Linked DNA regions of Sus scrofa: region 2 is linked to region 1. Evidence: chromatin contacts called from public Hi-C data. All regions are on one chromosome and are shown on one strand. The core of a region is the stretch at or near the end of the contact, and the rest is flanking DNA. Distances in the headings are between cores, read along the strand shown.

Region 1 (7,387 bases), core at 1,871-4,370:
ACTCCCACACCAGCCTCATGAGTCAGGGAGGACTCCCGACACCTGGATCTCAGCACTCGCCACCCATGTCCCCGCCACTTGGGAAAGTGACACCTGAAATGAGAGGCTGGGCCTCAGAGTTCCCTGAGCCAGCCCCCCACATATATAAATCTTCGCAACAGCATGCCCCACTGGAGGCAGGGCCCAGAGTCCCCCACCTAAGAGACCTTCAAAACAGCCTGTCTCCCCGAGGCCCAAAGAAATGAGTCCACAGAGGTGAGAGCACCACGGTAAAGGCCCGGGGTCTGGAATCACACAGGTCCGAGCTCCTGAGCTGCTGTGGGGCCTCGGGCTCCGACCCACCCCCTAGGACGGGGGTGACCACCTCCACGCCAGAGCATCCAAGGGCTTAGGACAGTGAGTACCAGGCACAGGGCCAGACGCCTGCCAAGTGCTCAGCAAGAGGGTCAGATCTGCAGTGTGTCTCCACCAGGAGGCCAGGGCCACCGCTGACTCCCAGGGGCAGTGCCTGGCACGTGCCCTGGCAGGCAGGCAGGAGACCTCAGGCAGCACCAAAGGACGAACAGTGGGGTCTAGGGGGCTGGGAGCCACGTCTGAGCACCGGTGCCCATCAGTGACCACCAAACAGCAGGGGACAGCCAGGCAGTTGCTAGAGGCCATGAACTGCCTGCCCAGCGCTCCCCTGAGTCCCAGGGTCCTCTTGGCCAAGTCCCTTCTGTCCTTCAAGACTCCCCTGACATCCTTCCTGGCCAGAAGGCACACCCTCCGGGCCCCAGGCTCCCAGGGCTGTCCTGGCAAACATCCCCTGGGGGCCTTCCGAGCACATCTCTCTGGGCTGCTCCAGGACAAGAAGCGCGGCCCAGCAGAGCTTCAGGAAACCTGGGCCAAGTGATACTTTCCCACCTCACAGCAGAGCACCTCGCCAGGCCCGGCCGTGTGCGGCGGCCTTGATGGACTGGCCTTATCCAGGGGATGGTCGGCTGTGCGCTCCACCTTGGGGGACTGAGGAGGAAAAAGAGCCTGGGAAAGGGGAAGTGGCAGGTCCAAGGTCACGCGGCTGGAAGAGACGGAGCCCAGGAAGGCCCAGAAGCCTTTCTGCACACTTAACACCCTTTCCTGAGATCTGCTCTGGCTCCGTTCCTACCAAGGTCAATACTATTATTACCAACCCTGCTCTATTTGAGCAGAAACTGAGAAGTTACTAGTCCTATGAAGTCACAAAGGGGATGAAATGGTGGAGCTGGGAGTGGAACCCAGGTCTGTCTGACCCCAGAGCTCTGAACTAACACACTGCAGGCCGCTCCTGGGTCCAGCACCACGATAAACCCTTCCTGTTCTCCAGCTCTGGGCAGGGGTTAGATCTGGAAGGCTTCCAGAAGGAAAAGGGCTAAGACGGCTAACACAGGAGGAAGCTGATCTGAATGTTCTCTGGGGCTGAGGCAGGACCAGAAGGACCGCAGCAGAGGCAGGTAGGTGAACGCCAGCTGCCTTTAACCCAAGAGGCTTACAGTCTTACAGAGGAGATAAGCCCGGATCAAGAGCAACTGCCTCCCTCGGGGGAGGCCCAACCCAACACCCAGTGGGATCCTCAGGACAGCCCAACGCAGGACCCGGCACCAAGAACCACATGGAAAACACAAACCAACTCAGTCCCTTCCTAAAACGCTGACTGCCTCTCTGGACTGGCTGGCAGGAGTGTCTTCCCTGGCTCCCTCGACCACCTGGATGGGCACGGGAAAGGGGAGGGGCACGGATGCCTCCAGGAGCCTCAGGGCCCGCCCCCTCCGGACTCTTGTTCTTCTCCTCGTCCGTGGTGCCCAGCACTGGGCCGGAACTAGAAGAGCCTCTGTCCACACTCGCCGTGGCTCACTTTTCCGTCTGATCACGCTATCCCCAGCTTGCCTGGCCCCGTGGGCCCGAGAGGCACTCATCTCTACAAACTGGGGCGTCCCCCTTTGTGGCCAAGACTGGGGCGGGGGTACGGGAGCGCGGTTCGACGCCCAAGAGGCTCTGAGGTGGCCATCGGGCCCGGCCACCTTCCTCGCCCTGCCTCGCGGGACACGCGGTGCCTGACCTTGGCCCAGCCACTTCCCCTCCGCCGCACGCGCTTCCTGCCGCCCCCGCGCTGGGGCGAATGAATGAGCCTCCCACCGGCCGGAACGCCCGTAATTACCGGCCGGATCAAAGGCCGCACGCAGCCCGCCCCGGGCGGCAACGGGACCAGACTCCTTTGAAAAGGGGAAGGAGTGGGGGCAAGCGGGGGGCCAAGACAAGCCCGTCCTGGGGCTGCCGTTTCCGGTCAGGCCGGCTGAGCCCGCGAGGCCCCCTCCCCCACCGGGGCCTCAACTTCCCCCGGGAGTCGCCACCACTTCCGGCCACGACCGGCCGGGGAGGCTGGGGGGACGCGGCGGCCCCGCCCCCCGAGCCCCTGGCGCAGCGCGCGCTCCGGCCCGGGCGCGCTCCCCAGGCGCACCCCCCTTCCCGCGCCCGCGCGCTCCCCGAAGCCCCTCCCGGCGCCCCCGCCCCGCCCCGCGTCAGCGGCCGCGCGCCCACTCACGCCCCCCCAGCGGCGCGCACGCGCACTCGCCCGCCCAGTCGCGCTCGCCTCCCGCCTCCCCGCCCGCCCCCCGGCGGCAGCCCGGCGCCCCGAGGCGCGCGCCCACCCAGCCCCGGGCGCACGCCCCCCGCCCTCGCGCCCTCCCCTCACCTCCTCGGTCCCGGGGCCGCCGTGCCGCACTCCTCCTCCTCTCTCCTCCCTTGCGGATGGTGGCAGCGGCGGCAGCGGCGACTCAGACCCTGGGGTCAGGGGGACGGGCGCCCAGGCCGGAAGTGACCTTCCTGGACGCTTCCGCCCGCGCCGCTCCCCCCTCCCCTTCCCCCCCTCCAGCCTCCACCCCGTCCTCGCCGCTCTAGGAGGCGAGCCCGGCGACCCCCTAGCCGCCGCCCCCCCAGCTCTATGGTGCGGAGCGGGCGCCCCAGGGAGCCACTTCCGGACGCGTCTAGGACCCGGGTCCTCCGTCCATGCTCTATGGCGCCGCGCGCTGAGGGGCTTCGGGCCCCGCCCCCTTCCAGGACAGGAGGCGCGGGCTCGGCCCGTTAGGCGGAGACTTCCGGGTGTCTAGGGAGGTGCCCCCCGCCCCCACGCCCGGCTCTCGCGCCTGCGCGGTCGTGTCCCCGCGTCAGCCCCGGGTGGGGAGGTGTCGGGGAGGGTGGCCGCGGAGGCCGCTCGTGCCGCTCCGGATCCTCCCGTCGTCTCTATCATTGTAACCCCTTCCCTGCCGACGCTGTTCGCAGTGGCCGGAGCCCGCGCGCCCGGAGGGGCCCCTCGTCGGCCATCCTGGTCCTTTCCCTACCGGACTGAGCGCTTCAGGCTCCTCGCGATGTCGCGTCCACCGCTTAAGCCCGTTTCCTCCGGTCTAAAGCAACGATAACACATTGTGCGCCTGCAAGGGCTTTGTTAACCTGGTCCCCTTTGCAGATACCTTGGGGAAAGTCACAGACCGAGAATGCGGAGCCTGGGCTCGAACCCGTGGAGTCTGGCTCCAAGGTCTTGTATTGAACCGTACCTATGCATACTGCCTCTTATAACGGAATGTGGATCAGAGCAGCTACGGATTCACCTACTCCCGGGCATGTGCGGCAGGCCCTTTGTAAAGCACTCTCTAGATGTGAGCTGTTTTTGTCAGTATTATGTTTATTAAAATTCTTGTTTAGACCAAGGTATCCTTACAGGCTAGGTTCTCCCAGTCCCTTCCCGGGTCTGTAGTTGGCTGGCTCTCACCTAAGCGACAGATGAATTCTCCTTATTGTTTATAACAATTTTCTTATCGCCATCGCTGAAACAGTCATAGGCTTGGAAGTTACAAAGATGTAGATGCAAGATCGGCCTGTTGAAGCTTCAGTGTAACCAGACGATCTATGTAACTTTGTTTACTTCAATACCCGGCTCATCATAAGCGCTCAGTGAAAATGGTAGTGATTAGTGTTACTTACTGTTGGTATCATTTCTACTGCCATCACGGCTGTATGTCCGTCCTCAAGTCTCGCTCAGCATCAATCATAAGACGTGCATTGTTGCTTCAATAACATCCTCTCAGAAAAAAAGAAAAAATACTGTACAAAATGCACGCGTAAATAGTAAGATGTGTCTGTGTCTAACCTTCAGAAATCCTTCAAAAGTAAAATTTTAAATGCGTCTTAGACTGGAGAGAAAGTGCTATCACCATAGCAGTACCTATGGATTATTATCATGGGTATGAACTTGACCCCATGAGACCTGAGTATAAGAAAGTTCACCCGTCTGTGCTGTTCTGAACCAGATCACTCAGGACTTGCCTGCAACGGCCTGGTTGGTGCAGGGGACAGCTACCCCTCTCCCACCTTCCGGTTACCCACCTCCCACCTGGCAGAACTGAGAACCCAATGGCAAGATCTGGATTCCCAGATGGAAACCATATGTGGAGGATGGCAGAGAAACAAGCGAGAAGGAGCAAGATCGAGGCTTGATGCCTTTGTGAAAAGGAGGCGCTGCACTGGCTGAGACGTTACAGGAGAAAAATTGCTTTCTATCTCATGTAAACCATTGCTAATTCCAAATCTCTGGTAAGACAACCAAACCAATACTATTGGAATGTTTCCTAAACGTAGGACAGGGTTGAGAGAGAGATGGCTCATTCACCACAAAACCTGCTCTTTCCTTTCAATGTAGGGATGGATGCCTGGAATGCAACTTCCCACCCATGGACTACATTGCCCAGTCCCCTTGGCATCTAAGTGTGGATCTGTGATTGGTTCCCACCAATAGAATAGCAGTGGAAGTGACACTGGCAGTTTCCAGGCCAAGGCTCTTAAGAAATGAGCATGCCTGCTCCATATGCCTTCCCCTCTTGTCGGTTGGATACAGATGAAAACAAGGCCCTAGGGAATGGTGGAACCCCACCCCACCCCAAAACACAGGGTCCTTCAATAGTCATCTCATGGAGACACTCTCCATCACCCAATACCCAGCGTCCATCCAAGACTGTCACATGATCAAGAAATAAATACATGTCTGATCTGCACACCCAAGTTACAGCAGCATTCATCCAAAAGAAGGAAACCGCCTAAGCCTCCTCTGATGAATAATAAACAAAATGTGGCATCTACTGATAGTATTGTGGCTGAATACTATAATGAAATAGTATTCAGCCTTAAAGAGGAAGGACCTTCTGACCCAGGCTACAACATGGATAAGTCTTGAGAACATTAGGCTCAGTGAAAGAAGCCAGTCACAAAAAAGGACAAATACGCTGTGATTCTACTTACATGAGGTGCTCAGTCAAGGTCATAGTGACAGAAAGTAGAATGGAGATTTCCAGGCATTAGGGGAGGGGGAGGGGAGTTAATGTTTCATGGGAATAGAGTTTCAGTGCTGCAAGATGAAAACAGCTCTGGAGAGGTCAGTGGTGATGGTTGCACCATACTGTGCACTTAATGCCCCTGAACTGCACACTCTAAAATGGTTAAGATGGGTGTTCCCATCGTGGCGCAGTGGTTAATGAATCTGACTAGGAACCATGAGGTTGCAGGTTCGATCCCCGGCCTTGCTCATTGGGTTAGGATCCGGCATTGCCGTGAGCTGTGGTGTAGGTCACAGACACGGCTCAGATCCCGAGTTGCTGTGGTGGTGGTGTAGGCCAGTGGCTACAGCTCCAATTAGACCCCTAGCCTGGGAACCTCCATATGCTGCAGGTGTGGCCCTAGAAAAGGCAAAAAAAAAAGACAAAAAATAAATAAAATGGTTAAGATGATAAGTTTTATGTGTGTATACCACAATTAAGTCTGTAAACAAGTTCTCGTCATAGCTAAGTGGTAACAAACCCAACTGGCATCCATAAGGACTCAGGTTCGATCCCTGGCCTCCCTCCTTGGGTTAAGGATCTGGCGCTGCTGTGAGCTGTGGTGTGAGCCGCAGTCGCGGCTCGGATCCCACATTGCTGTGTCTGTAGCGTAGGCCCACAGGTGTAGCTCCAATTCGACCCCTAGCCTGGGAACGTCCCTATGCTGTGGGTGCAGCCCTGGAAAATAAAATTAAATTAAAAAAAAAAAAAAGTTCCAATGTCCCATTGTAATGTATGGTTTAATGGCCTGCACTGTGTCCCCACAAATTCGTGGGTTGAAACCTAGCCCCGTAGGTGATGGTGTTGGAAGCTGAGGCCCTTGGTAGATGAAGAGGTGAAGCAGGTGCAGCCCTTGGGATTGGAACCAGTATCCTTATCAAAAAGACCCAGGGAGCTCCCTTGCCCCTTCCACCCTGTGAGGACACAGACAGAAGGTGCCATCTACACACCTGGAGAGGGCATTCACCAGAACACAACCCCGCCAGGAACTTGATCTTGGACTTGCCAGGCTCCGAAACCGTGAGAAATACACTTCTGTCTTTCATAAGCTTCCCAGTCTGTGCTATTTTGGTTTAGCAGCCCTAACGGATTCAGACCTATGGGTGTATTTGTTATGGAGGCTTCCGCCTACCCCGATACAGGGTTTTCAGATGCCAGGCTGTAAAAAACGACAGCAAGGCTCCCCGTCAGGATAGAGAAGGGTGTCCGCACTTGCCGAAGGGTGCTGCGGTCACCTGACCCAAGCGGAGCCACCCAGCCGCCTTCCCCGGGATTTTCCTCTTGGGCATTGAAAGCCTTTGTCCTCCTCGCTGGGATGTGAGAGGCTTGCTTAGGAGCTGATGGCAGCCTGGCTTCTCACCATGTGGAGGAAGCCGAGCTGCAGGAGGAGAAAATAAACGACAGGGAGAGGCGAGAGGGGCGAGAGGGGATGACCTGGTGTCCTCCATCACCCCCAACCTTCTGGAGGTTTCCTCTGCTTCCCTCTCGTTGAGCTCCTCTGGACCCCTCCCAGGAGACTCCCACTGTGGCCTCAGCAAATTCCCCCTGGGGTTCTGCTTCTGTAATGAAAACCCCAGCGTGCCCCCCACAGCACCGTGCATTGCAAGCCTCGGTCAGTGTTGAAAGGAATACAACAAAGGTTGGGCGAAGTGATACAAACGCCCTTGGGGGTATGGTGCTCAGAGGGATTCTGGGGTGCAGGGCCGGGGGAACAGCTCCCAAGCTGGAGCCCTTTACACACCCGTTCACGTGTTACCTTCTGATATTTTCTCCTCCATGGCCAAGTGACAGGTGCAGCCGTGCCAGGCAGACTGGCCATTGGAGGGTTTGCAGCTGTTAAAAGTACAGCTGCTGAGAAGTCCCCTGAGATACAGGGAAAGACACCCCCGCCACACACACACACACACACGCTTTTGCAGTTGTCATAATTATCATGACAAGGAGCCACCATCTCTTGGATTTTCCCAGTGGCTGGACACGGCACTGAGAGCTTTATTTCAGTTAACACG
Region 2 (7,387 bases), core at 2,742-5,241, 2.7 Mb after region 1:
TGAACCCCCATCAGCCACCTCTGTGCCGTAGAGCGAGGGAAAGGAACCACCGCTGTGATGAGCTTGGCGTGCAAGGGGTACGGATGGCCACGGGCTGGGCGGGATGTAGGGGCCACCAGTGCGTGGGAGGAGTGCCACTGCGCAGGTGACTGGCCCCTCGGGCCTCAGCCAGGCCCCTCAGGCCCTCCAACCAGACCTTGGGCCCTCCCCACTGTGCCTGCCCTTACCTGGGTCCTCTGTGACCTCAGGCTCCTCCTTCACCCGAAGGCCCAGCAGTGACTCCGGTGTGGCCCTAGGGGGCATCTCAAGCCCAGGGTCTGGAGTTGGAGGCGTGGTCTGAGGGAGGGGCTGGAAGTCGGAGGGCTCCACCTTCTCCGATAGCACCTCCTGGCCTTGCACCTGGACTGTGACCTGGGGAGGTGCCCCCACCATCAGGGCTCGGGGGGCGGGGGGAGTTGGGCCAAGCGTGAGCCTCGGGCTCGTGGGCATCCACCCTGTCTCGGGGCCTCAGCCGTCCTGGCTGCCTAGACTCCAAAGGACCCACGCCCACCAGGGGCTGAGCAAGCAGGGAAGGGTCCACCTGCCATTGCTGTCCTGCTGGCGACACCCAAGGCTGCCCGGTGCTCTCCCTCTGTCCCCATCCTGCATCCCTCCCACATCCATGACTGGGTGATGCAGGGATGGGCCTGTGAGGCTGGCCCTGAAAGACTGTCCACTCTCGGGCAGGGTCTGCGGCAGGTTAGCACTTTAAAGCCACGGGGGACCAGTGTCTGGCTGAGCCTGGCACCCGCAGGATGAGGAAGAGATGGATACTCTTCCAGTCCCGACCCCAGGGCCACTGACTCACCCATCTCCGGGGCCCTCCTGGCTCCCGGCGCAGCCCCTCCACCAGGGCAGCGGCCTCCTCAGGGCTGCCTGGCTGCTGTCTCTGCACGCGGGCCTGGATCTCAGGCGGCAGCACGCCCAGGAACTGCTCCAGCACCAGCAGCTCCAGCATCTGCTCCTTGGAGTGCACCTCGGGCCGTAGCCACTGGCGGCACAGCTCCCGCAGCCGGGCCAGGGCCTCGCAGGGCCCCACTGCCTCCTCGTAGCGGAAGTGCCGGAAGTGCCGTCGTGCAGCCTCTGGGCCGGGATCCCATGGAGCAGCCTCGCCCTCCTCCTCAGAGTCCTCCAGCTTCACCGTGACAGGTCCCTCATCCTCTGGGGGCGCGTGGCCTGGGGAGCCCAGGGCTGCGGGCCTCATCGCAGAGTCCAGGCTGGGGCTCTGAGGCCGGTGTCCACCCTGCAGGAGGAATGGGATGAGGCTGCTGTGACTGTAAGAGAGCAGCCGGGAGTGAGAAAGCTTAGCGATCCTGCTCAGCCACCGGCCAGCCCTGTCCTGAGCTAGTGAGTGACCGTCGGCTCCTCCCTCCCCCTTTCTCTGTATAAAAGGAGCCTGAGTTCTGAGGATGGAAGATGGCTTTTTGAGACACTAGTCTGCCACCTTCTCGGTCTGCTGGCTTTCCGATTAAAGCCTTCATTCCTTGCCTCAACAACTTGTTTCCGAATTTACTGGCCTCTTGTGCAGTCAGCAAAGCGAACTTGGGTTTGGTATCACGATGAGGACAAACAATGGTGGTGGATATGCTTATGGAGAGTCTCCCGCGCGCTGTGCTGTTCCCGTGGTGGCAGGCAGGTGAGGAAACTGAGGCACAGGGAGGCGGTCACGGGCCAAGGACCAGCGGGGCTGCGGAGCCCTCTGTGAGTCCCAGTGTGGCCTCTCTAGCTGGGCCTGGGCAGTCTCTAGCAGCTTCTTGCTCCAAACACAGGCTGCTGCTTAGGCCTAGACAGCACCTCCTCTCTCCCTAAATCCCACCCTTCCACATACACCAGCTAACCCCTGCCCTGCTGCCCTCTCGCTGGCAGGTGGATGACACCTCCAGCACCCACTGCCTGGTTACTACCCCTCCCAAAGTAGTGCCAAAGAGCAGCCTCCCTCCACCTGTCCCAGCCATATCTGTGCAAGGTCACCTGCATGGCCCAGCCCCCAGAAAGCATCCCCCCCATTCATCCCCATTCTCACAACTTACCACAACACTAAATGCCCCATTATCTCCTCAGTTTCCCGATTTAGGCGGGGCTGAGGTAATAGGGGTTTGGGCGTGGGTGGGGGTTGGCTACAAAGGCTTAGAGACCCCTGGACTCATAGCCTGCAAGCAAAGTCGGAGAGTCCTAACCTTGGCATGTCGCTGTCTCTCTGGGAACCTCAGTTTCCCCATCTGCAAAGGGGGACGGTCCCCCAACTTCCCCTCCACTCGCGCTGCTCCTTCTGCAGCAGGAGGTAAAGTGCAAGATTTGTGAAGAAATCTGAGTTTATTGATGGTGTGAATTCGGGTTCGAAGGCCGTCTGATCCTGGGAGTCTATCCTTCACTCCTCAAGATTCCAAGTCAACCGAAACCTCAGGAGAAAGCTGGGCCTTAGCGATCGAGCCGGCCCTTCGGAGCTCGATAAACTACATTTACCAGAAGTCTTGGCTGGCCATGTCTGCTTTAGGAAGCCGGGGCAGGTCCGGGTGCCGCCATGGCAACTGGGGGCGGGGTTTCCAGATTCCGTCGCCGTGGCAACGGCCAGGGATTGGCGAGCTTCGCACAACAGCACTGAGCCGGTCCACAGGGAGCGCCCAGGCCCCTGCTCCGCGCTCCTGGTCCCGCTGGGCCGCCGCCCGGGTCCCTGCCCGCACCTTCCCGATCGAGGGGCGCCCGCCCTCACCTCCGCACTCAGCGGGCCGCTCCGTGCTCCTGAGCATGCGCGCTCCCGACTTCCCCCGCCCCGACGGACTTTGTCTCCCAGAATGCTCCACGCACCAGCCCGGGCGCCGCCTCGCCCTTCCCGCAAGCTCGTCTCAGTTTCCGCCCTCCTCCCGCTGTCCCCCGGGGCAGCGTCGTTCGCCACGATCGGATCACACTCCGGGCCGCGCCTTCCTGCGCTCCCAGCCTCACATCCAAGCGTCAGGGGCCCGTCGACGCGCGCAAGCTTCCCAGGGGGCAACAGGAGGCAGCACCGCCTGCCCAACAGCGCATGCCCTCCACAACGTCTTCCTCCATTCTCTACGCGGCTCCTAGGGATTAGCAGGACCCTGAACCAATCACGGCCCTCGCTTGGATTCCGTCAGCCCCTTTCTCCATGGCAACCCCCTGCAGAGACTGGGCCACCCGTGCCGTCGCCCACAGGACCGCAAGCGAGCCTCTCGCGCTTTCGCCCGGGAGAGGGGCTTAGCCCAGCCGTTTCTGGGAGGCGTGGCGGCCGGCCCTCTGCGCGCGTGCGCGCAACGCGAAGATGCTCTTTTGTGCCAGCGGACCGTAGGCGGCCCGGGCGTCTCCATGGTAACCGCGCGGGTGGTGCCGGCGCTTTCCAGTGCAACCATGGGTACCCGCAGGCGTCTGCAGGAGGATGGGAGAGATGGGAGGAGGTGATGCCGAGCGAGAGAGACTGCGAGGACTGACAGACAGACACTGAGGAGCGGGGGCGGGGCAGGCTGTGACTAGAGACAGTGAAAGTAAGTGAACAGCCCCCGGGACAGAGACACGGGCAGGACAGAAAGAACGAAGATTTCTGCTCTCAGAGTCCTAAACTGTGCGATAAGAAGACAGGGAGGCAGGGCTGGGTAGACTTGTGTCAGGACCGTTAACAAGAGGGAGAGAGATCGGGGCGGGATGGAGAGGAAAGGAGAGACAGGAGAGGGAGAATTCGTTTACGGCGACAAGACGTGCAGATCGAGTTTCAAGGGATAGAGATCAGGAGTACAGAAGCAAGAGGCGAGAAAGGGACAGAAATTAGAGGTACAGTAAAATAGATCGAGAGTTTCAAAGACTCGGGGAAAGGTGACAGCAAGAAGAGAGACGGAGCGGGAGGGACGCTTGTGAAGAAAACTTACACAAAACTTGACAATAAGACAAGAAAGATGTCTGGAAGCCTTCGCACCATCTCTGCCAAGTCTCCTTCAGGTCATCTGATTTCCTAACCAGAGCAACGACTTCTCACTTCACTGCTTTTGATCAGAGTCCAGATACTGTGAAGTTAGATGCTAACTTGTAGAAGGTTGATAGACTGTAGTGCTTTCTGTTCAGTAGAAAAGGGTACCCCAAGTTTTTTGTTTTTATCACACTGTAGGACACTAAGCAGGATACTAAGTGCTGGGCCTCTCCACTGCCTTGTGAAGCGCTACTAATCCCACTTTGCTATTTTCTTTCTTTGCTTTTTAGAGCCGCACCCGCGGCAACATGGAGGTTCCCAGGCTAGGGGTGGAATCAGAGCTTCAGCCGCTGGCCTACACCACAGCTCACGGCAACGCGGGATCTTTAACCCGCTGAGCAAGGCCAGGGATCGAACCCGCATCCTCATGGGTCCTAGTCGGGTTCGTTAACCGCTGAGCCACGAAGGGAGCTCCCACACTTTTATTTCATTATTCCTTCTTTCTTCTTTCACCCCCTCTGCTGTTCCTTCTCTCTCATATTCCCAGAACCACCTGTGTCACCTTGCTAGTTCCCACCGAGGTAGATAAGTCTTTGACGCGTATGTTTTTTGCTCTTTCGAAATTATGTTTTGACAGTCTGAAAGGGCACAGTTCCCCGGAATGAGGAAACAGTGAGACACCGCCGGGAAGGGAGGGAGATTAGGGAGGACGATGGAGAGAGAGAGAGACTGAAAGTAGAACTCGGGGAAAGACAGGAGAGGTCTTAATGGGCGAGAAAGCCAGCCTTGGGCAGAGGTGGCCTCTGGCGCCCCAGCCTGGACCCCGCGCTCGGCCACCTCGTCGCCGAACTACGTTCCCATATCCCGGCGGGCCCGGGGGACCGCGCAGCGCCGGAGCGCCGTCGGGCGGGCCCCAAGCGGCCCCCTCCAATCCCGGCCGTCGCCTGGCAACCTCCGCTTCCGCCGATAAGATGGAGGCTGGGATCGGCGGCCACCGGGAAGCGGTGCCTGGGGCAGGAGATGGGTTGGGGCCGCAGCCCCGCCGGCCTAGTTGAGGCAGCCGGCCCGCGTCGTGGTCCGGAGATGAGGGCGGTCGGCCGCGGGGGACCCGGGGGCTCCGGCCAAGGGGCTTAGGCGCAGGTACTCTCGGTTCCGGTGGGGGGAAGGGAACGGAGACCTCGGGCCGGCCAATCGGAGCCTTCGGCGGCCCCGCGGCCTTCTGGGAAATGTAGTCTCACGCCTCCCCTGGAGGCGGGCTTGGGGACTTTATATAGAGTAGGAGGGAGAGGATGAAGGATCGAGTGAATGTAACTGAAGTTTGTGGGGAGTTCCTGCTGTGGTGCAGCGGGTTGCCGCAGCCACGGCTTGGATTCGATTCCTGGCCCGGGAACTCCATATGCCACGGGTGCGTCCAAGAAAGAAAGAAAAGGAGTTCCCTTCGTGGCTCAGCGGTCAACCTACCCGACTACGATCCATGAGGCTGCGGGTTCGATCCCGGCCTCGCTCAGCGGCTTAAGGACCCGGCGTTGCCGTGACCTGTGGTGTGGGTCGCAGTCGCGGCTCAGATCTGGCGTGGCTGTGGCTGTGATGTAGGCCGGCAGTTGTAGCTCTGTTTTGACCCCTAGCCTGGGAATCTCCATATGCCACAGATGCTGCAGCCCTAAAAAGCAAGCAAGGGAAAAAAAAAAAAAAAAAAAAAGAAAATTGGAAAATTAGAAAATCATGGGTGAGCAAGCGAAGGCATGAATGTGGAGACGGCGGAATGGGAGCCTGAGCGGTTTGGAATTCAGGGCCCCCACTCGGGGCAGGAAGCCTTTTCTAGACCTGCTTAGACTTTAAGCAAGGCGCAGCCTGTTTCCCTGAAGGTACTCCCCGGTACCGTATCCATTCCCCAAATACAGATTTGTGAGGCATTTGTCCCTGTTTTTCACCCACATTCCTTCAAGAAATTTTCACTGTTTTTATCAAATACTACTTTCACATGATTTGCAGTGCAGAAGGGACAAAGTGAGAAGCCTGCTTCCCACCACTATTTTTTTTTTTTGTCTTTTTGCCTTCTTCTCGGGCCACACCCGTGGCATATGAAGGTTCCCAGGCTAGGGGTCTACTCGAGCTGTAGCCGCCGGCCTACGCCAGAGCTATAGCACACGGCAACGCCAGATCCTTAACCCTGAGCAAGGCCAGGGATCGAACCCGCAACCTCATGGTTCCTAGTTGGATTCATCAACAACTGAGCCACGACAGGAACTCCTCCACTATTTTTGATTTAGTGACTTAGTTGGCAAATGACTACTGGATGTCTCCAAAGTGCCAGGCTCTCTTCCTGGGCCTAGGGACCCAACAGAGTGCTCAGCAGGTACAAGTCCTGCCTTCAAGGTGTGACACAATGCACAATAAAATATAAGTGAAGAGGCTGTTTTGGTCAGGTTACCTCTTTTTTTTTTTTTTTTTTCCTTTTTAGGGCCGTACCTGCAGCATATGGAGGTTCCCAGGCTAGGGGTCAAATCAGAGCTACAGCCATTGGCCCACTCCACAGCAATGCAGGATCTGAGTCGCGTCTGCGAGCTACACCACAGCTCATGGCAATGCTGGATCCTTAACCCACTGAGCAAGGCCTGGGATCAAACCCTCAACCTCATAGTTCCTAGTTGGATTTGTTTCCCGCTGTGCCACGATGGGAACTTTTTTTTGGGGGGGGCTGTGTTTGCAGCATGTAGAAGATCTCAGGCCAGGGATCACACCTGTGTTACAGCAGCAACCCAAGCTGCTGCAGGGACAATGCTGGATCCTTAATCCACTGTGCCGCAAGGGAACTCCTGATTGGGTTACATTTGAGCAGAGACCTGCAAAAGAGGGAATAAGCCATGCAGGTTACGGGAAAATGCCCCCACTATGGGCCTGAGCAGCCAGAAAGCAAAGGTCCTGGGTTGGGAGAGCCTTTCGTCTGGCCAAGGATGTGTTCGGGGGTAAGCAGGTGAGGACGGTGGCTTTTACTCAGAGAGAGGTGGAGGCCTGAGAGGGTTCTAAGCAGAGGAGACTGGATCTGGTTTGGTTCTTCCTGAATCATTCTGGCTGCTGTGAAGAGAGCCACCTCCCCCCCACCCCCGCCCGGTACTCCACGGGACTGGCATGAAATAAGGAGGTTCCTTTCTGTGTGTGTTAGCTTCCTGTGACTGCTGTAATGTATCACTACAGACTTAGTGCGCTAAAACCACACAAACTTATCGTCTTAGAGTCTTGGAGGTCAGAAATCTGAAATGGGCCTTCCGAGCTTAAAATCAAGGTATTGGCAGGGCTGGTTCCTTCTGGAGGTTCTAGGCTTCATTTGTGACGTTGCCTTCTGAGTGAAATCTTTTCCTTCCTCTTACAGGGACCTCTCTGATTCCATTTAGGGCCTTCCCAGACGAGCTCTGCTTCTCATGAGCGTTACCACAG

The links. A called contact is a pair of places that touch in the nucleus more often than the background predicts.
Region 2: a contact with region 1 is called in a Hi-C map of embryonic fibroblasts, with 1.9 times the contacts expected there. The contact joins the promoter of MZF1 here to the promoter of ZNF787 in region 1. A contact is called at or near these places in 4 of 47 Hi-C or Micro-C datasets (embryonic fibroblasts, heart right ventricle, mesenteric adipose tissue and 1 more).

What each region holds. Positions count from the first base shown.
Region 1 is chr6:60,442,991-60,450,377 of Sscrofa11.1, forward strand. ZNF787 (zinc finger protein 787) reads right to left here and starts at 3,121. Exons shown (of 3, transcript XM_021095112.1): 1 at 2,708-3,121.
Region 2 is chr6:63,120,034-63,127,420 of Sscrofa11.1, forward strand. MZF1 (myeloid zinc finger 1) reads right to left here and starts at 3,992. Exons shown (of 6, transcript XM_021097358.1): 1 at 3,915-3,992; 2 at 848-1,282; 3 at 228-411. The coding sequence starts at 1,243. LOC110261337 (tigger transposable element-derived protein 1-like) reads left to right here and starts at 3,901. Exons shown (of 3, transcript XR_002345404.1): 1 at 3,901-3,984.